Linked DNA regions of Mus musculus: region 1 is linked to region 2. Evidence: chromatin contacts called from public HiChIP or PLAC-seq data. All regions are on one chromosome and are shown on one strand. The core of a region is the stretch at or near the end of the contact, and the rest is flanking DNA. Distances in the headings are between cores, read along the strand shown.

What was found. HiChIP or PLAC-seq counts read pairs in DNA pulled down with a chosen protein or histone mark.
Region 1: a contact with region 2 is called in a FOXA1 HiChIP or PLAC-seq map of pancreatic cancer cells. The contact joins two enhancer-like sites. A contact is called at or near these places in 1 of 15 datasets of contacts at CTCF or cohesin (the NIH/3T3 cell line) and 1 of 115 datasets of contacts at active chromatin or transcription factors (pancreatic cancer cells).

Annotation. Positions count from the first base shown.
Region 1 is chr4:89,443,940-89,446,639 of GRCm38.p6, forward strand. The region is part of intron 5 of Gm12610 (predicted gene 12610); the gene reads left to right. It also overlaps the pseudogene Gm12608. Among named protein-coding and RNA genes, the nearest start is that of Cdkn2b, 130 kb to the left of the region's middle. Within about 2 kb of position 1,337, at least 44 of the 459 cell types and tissues checked have an H3K27ac peak or open chromatin away from gene starts, as enhancers often do. A contact at or near this core is called in pancreatic cancer cells, where this site is marked.
Region 2 is chr4:88,948,750-88,951,553 of GRCm38.p6, forward strand. No RefSeq gene overlaps it. Among named protein-coding and RNA genes, the nearest start is that of Gm34568, 6.3 kb to the right of the region's middle. Within about 2 kb of position 1,537, at least 85 of the 459 cell types and tissues checked have an H3K27ac peak or open chromatin away from gene starts, as enhancers often do. A contact at or near this core is called in pancreatic cancer cells, where this site is marked.

The sequences.
Region 1 (2,700 bases), core at 87-2,586, 490 kb after region 2:
ATTTACAATTTTGACCTTTTGATATATTAATAAAATATGGGTAAATATATCCTCTATCAAGTTTCATTTCAGTAACTTCTAATTCATCATCCAGGGATTTTTTTCCATCCTTCCCTGTGACGACACCCTTTCTTCCAGCCTTTGTCATTGCATCAGAAATGATGTTGCCAATGCTTGTCTCCATTTGCAGAAATGGAAGGAACCTGACCAATTCCTTCAGGGGTTGTCCCAGGTTTAGATTGTTCTTTTAAGCTTAGCAATTACAGCATCGACAGCCACCATCACACCTCTCTGGGTCTCCACTGGATTAGCCTTTTTGCTGATCCTTTCAAAGGCCTTCTTGGCAGTAGAACATGCTAGAACAGTGGCAGTGGTGGTGCCATCCCCAGCCTCTTCCTTTGTGTTATTGGCAACATTTAGCTCTCATGCTTTTGTATTTCTCCTGTTAATCAGTTGACTTTGCAACAGTGACCTCCATCCTTGGTGACTTTGAGACTTCCCCAACTCTGTCCAATAATCACTGTTCTTCCCTTTGGCCCCATTGTAACAGCTAGCACATCTGCTAACAGGTCTACATTCTGAAGCGTTAAGGCTCGAACATCCACACCAAATTTTACATCTTTGGCATAGGATCCAGTGAGAGGAAGAGCCAGGCGCGCAGGACTCTGGTCTCATCTGGCAAAGGACTGTGGGTAATCGAAGCACTTCTGAGAGGCAGTGGTGGGAGCGCACATAGTGAGGCAGGCTTTCAGTTGCCAGTGAGGACTAAATTTGGTTTTTGTATGTTGGAAGTTGAACCTCATGCATGCCAAGCACATATAGAGCTCAGGCTTCACTGGTGTTATATATTATGACATTCTGCTCATTTATAATGTAGTCCACTTTAGTCTAAAACCTAGGGAAGTAGTCACAGAGTTTGAACAGCCCGTTAAAATGGCATTTAAGTAGACACAAAGTTAAGTATACCAGTACAGTGTTCCTTTGATGTGGGAATTAAAAATGGGGTGGGAGACTTCACCTGGAAAATGAAGACTAAGTTCTTGGTGCTATGAGAAAAGTAAAACAGGGAAGACAAAAATGGAAATTGCTCACCCATTTGCAAGTTACAGGAAGAGGCAGGTTACAGTTCATAGCATCTCTAATCTCAGGGTGATTGGTCTCAGAGAATGAACCACACAAATAGGAAAAAGCAAAACAAAACAACAACAACAACAAAAACCAGGGAGTGACTCAGCTCTAGCTCAGGTTGCTTCTGCGCCTGGCATGACCTCTGCTGTTGTCCTCGGACCTTGCTTCCCTCCTCCTCTGTCGTTGTGGAGAAACAGGAAGGAATGTTTATTAACAAGGCTGGCTGGGGCCACACCCAAAGCAATATCAGAGTTTTACCTCTCCTGGGCCTGGGAAGAGGTCCAAAGATCAAGGGCAGCTTCTGGTTTGTATGAGGCAAGAGCAAACTTAGAGAATATACTGCTTTTTTTTTTTTTGAGCCTTGACAGATGGTCTGCTGGGTGTGATCTCATCTATTCCTCCTGGCCATCCTGAGGCTTGTAACAGGTCACCAGAACCGTAATCCCCAAGGAGCTTTGCCCAAGATGATGGAAGAGCAATGGTTCACTCTCAGGGTTGTGTCTCCGTGGCAGATGTCTTTCACTGCGGGGTTAGCACCCCAGCTGGGATCCTCAGGTCCCTTATCAACAGCCTTTCCCATTTTATCTTCCAGTCCAATCTTGTACTCGTATCTTACGGGCTCCAGTAATGGGTCACACCTTATGTGCTTGAGAGGGGAGGGGAGAAGGTTGAGCAGAGAGGAAGTAAAGAGATAAGGGGACAGGAGACAGAGATACACAGAGACACAGAGACACACAGCGAGAAATAGAAACAGAGAGAGGGGAACAGAGAGAGACAAAGGCAGAGAGTCAAAGACAGAGAGAGACAGTGAGCAAAGGAGATTTCTTTTAAGATATTTTTAGTATGTTTCCTGCCTCACCGAGTAGGGAGGAGGGATACAATTTTTTTTTATTGCTCTGAAGGGTATAAACCATTCCAACGGGTGCCACCCTGTGTGAAAATTTCAGAGATGCCAATAAGCCACTTGAGACAGTAAGGCTCGTGCCTTTCTGTTCTCATTCCTTATCAGTCTCTGACTTGCAGAGGAGGAATGCTGGGGTGGGGGGGTGGTGGGGGGAAGAAAGAACTTCAAGGTTTTAAGAGGGTGGATTTGTGCCCCTGAAATAAATTGGTACAAGTCCTTGCTTAGGCTGTTTCTCCACCTTTCCTTCTTAATAGCTACACACGTCACAGTCAGACCCTTGTATCAGAACAGTGAAACTTGATCCCCTAAATCCAGGCATCCTAGGACATAGCAGTTCCACCTGTGTGGTCTGTGACCCAGCAGCAAGCAACTGTCCTTGAAATTAACCAGTATGGCCACCAGTCCTGTGCCTATTTTCATCACAGCAGCTGATTAATATAGAACTGCTTAAATGGGTCAGGGAATTCATGAAAATGATTTGTTTAAACAATTGTCACTTATTGGCACTTACCGAGACTATGGCTGCCTTCCAGAGGCAATCAGAGAAACCTGAGGACGTGCCAGCATTGGAGTGTAGCCACTGGGATAGTGAGAATTCTTATCCCAGCACCTTTCCACCTTCCCCACCCCACCCCACCCCCCGTGACATTTGGAAAGTTACCCAACAT
Region 2 (2,804 bases), core at 287-2,786:
GGAGTCAGTATCCTGGAAAGGAAGATAGACTACAGTAACCACACATCTCTTATGATGGCATCCAGCAATGGAGGATACCAGTCACATCTAAAGAGCCTCAGCCATTTAGTTCCAGGGAACTTATTTGAGCTTGCTCAACAGGCTTGTCTGCTCTGGTCTCTTCATTGAGCTTTCATTTTAAATTGCCTTCGATGTTGCATTTGTTGAAAGTGGAGATAGCAGTTCACTGTGGCAATGCACTTTTATAATACCACAACCAACAAAGGCTCAGAAAATGGGTTCTGGAAAGGAAGCAATATAATGGAGTCTTACAGATTTTTTGCAGACTGGAGGCCATGTCTCTACAAAGGAATCTCCCTCTGTGATTGCTGGGCATGGAATCAGTTCTGATTTAGAATTCTGTATAGCTCTGGTCAGGTAGTCTACCACACTGAGTTTGATTTCCCTATAAAATAACATGTTCAGGATTTATTTTATGACATCTCTAAATACTTGTGCACTAAATAGAATTGTTTAAAATTTCTGAGTGAATATGCATGTCATAATTCTTCTAATGGTGATCATTCATTTAGGTGCTCCAACAGACAGATCTATGAAGTACATACACCACAAACTGGTGTCTTGGTGGGATGTTACGGAAGCTGAAAAATTGAAGCTGGGATCCATCATGTTCTGAGCTGCCTACGTAGAGATATTATCTTACTCATTTCTGTATATCTAATGTAGATCACAGTACATATAGTATAATAGTTTGTTTTTACAGGTTATTGAATAGCTTGCCTCTGCTGAGACTCAGGAGGAAATCTGATAGTGGAGATTATCCAACTTCAAAGTAAGTCGACAAGCACTGATGAATGGAGAAAGACAAACCTGAAAAATAGGTTAGGCAGGGTAGGAGAGCTGATTGGGCAAGGTGGCAGTGATGGATAGCTGGAGGACCTTGGCTTGGATATGGCCAAAATGATGCTCCCCACAGACATTAGTGTCAGCTGCTGTGTTAGAGGGACCCAAGTTATGTGGTGGCTTCACAGCACTCAACACACTGGTCATGGGGTTGGGCGCTTGTTTTCACCAGCCCTAAGCAAGTGCATTGAAAATAACTTCCCACAGAGCTAGTCCCAGGACAACATAGTATTAAACTTGGCATAAAGAGTTGTATAAAGTGACTAGTATCTGACTATGACCTACTCTGATCCTCACGAGTCCTGTGCCCATATCAGCTCCAGGAGTAGTCTTTAACCTAGATCCAGTTTTTGTCAGAATATAATCATGATGGTGATGGTGTCAGTGACAATAATGAAGAGGATAGGGAGACTAAAGTCCCAACTTACTAAGCACTTATTATGTGCCCAGTATCATGAACATATTTACTAATTCTGACACCATCAGACTGTCCCGATTCTTAAAGTAATAGAGAGTTTATGGTGTGCACTATTTATGAGCAGCAGTTTTCTTTGCTGGGCATACTTCTGTCCACAATGAGCAAGACAGGGAAGGATGACTGTTTTTCATATCGTAATTGTGCACTGCTGAGCTATGTCCATGGGATGTACAACTCTCTATCCTCCCCTGATTGGTTTAGACCTGAGGTCAAGCAGTGAACCTGTCCCTTCCCCTTTCCTGGCAAAAAGTCTGTAATTGCGTCTGTGTCCAAACTGCTGTTGGAATTCAGAAGACAGACCTTCAAAGTACTAAGTTCACTGTCTGAAGCAGTGAGTACTCTGTAAATGTTAAACATTTCGGGCTCTGATCAAAATCAGAAATGTATGTTCTTCCTCACAAGCCATCCCCACTCTGCAGTTACAAAGAGAGTCACTCGTGAACACGATGAGGTTGCAGGGTACAAATCCGTTTTATCTTTTGTGCTCTAACAGAAACACGTGGTTCTTTGTCTCAAAGCAAAATGGGAATTGTTTTTCTTTCCACCACAGTATTAATTCCCTTGGTTAGAGAGTAAGAAAGTCATTGGTCCATTTCTGAACTGTGAATAAGCAAACACAAAGAGAGAGAGGGAGCGAGCGAGAGAAGCAGGGTTTGTTGAGCAGACACGGTCCATTCCAGACTGATGACACAACATTGAGTTAAGAATAGTGAAGATAGAGAAGGCAGCCACACAGAACTCACCACAGGCTTGCTGTTAACTCCCAGATGTCTGGACTCAGGGCAGTGTCTTCTCACTGCTTCAGGGACTCATTTCAAAGGTGTGCCTTTAAATAAACTGAAAAAAAAATTCCTGAAGAGAAAGCTTGCCTTTCGTGTCTCTTCTCACGACACTGGGTGCTGTCCTCAGTGACTGTGGACACTGGGCTCTGTCCTCAGTGACTGTGGACACTGGGCTCTGTCCTCAGTGACTGTAGACACAGGTCTTTCATCTCGCCATTTCCCAGCTTAGGTCTCCTGTCCTTGGTGATGTCCTGTGTAGTTGCTTTGTTTTGGTGTCTCTGGGAGGCCTGCCAACTCTGGCCTCAAAGATCCCAAATGATGAGATAGAAAGTTCCAGGCAGTGTTACACTTGCTCTTCTTCTCCAAGCTTTTCTTTGCTGAGCTCCTTCCCTTGTGTTACATCTTCTTTCTCTTAGGTGGTGCCTCTTAAGCCAGAGATTTTGAAGTCATGGAATTGGATAGTTGGCACGATACTGAAAGTCCTCAAACCCAAGTTTCAATGTAAGACTCTCTCACAGCAACACGAACATTCTTCACAAAGTGATGGCTCATCTTATTTAGTTCATTAAAAGAGCTTCCTCATGATTTTAGATCTTTAACCATTTATATTTCTAGCTAATGAAGTTGTGCACGTGCTCATG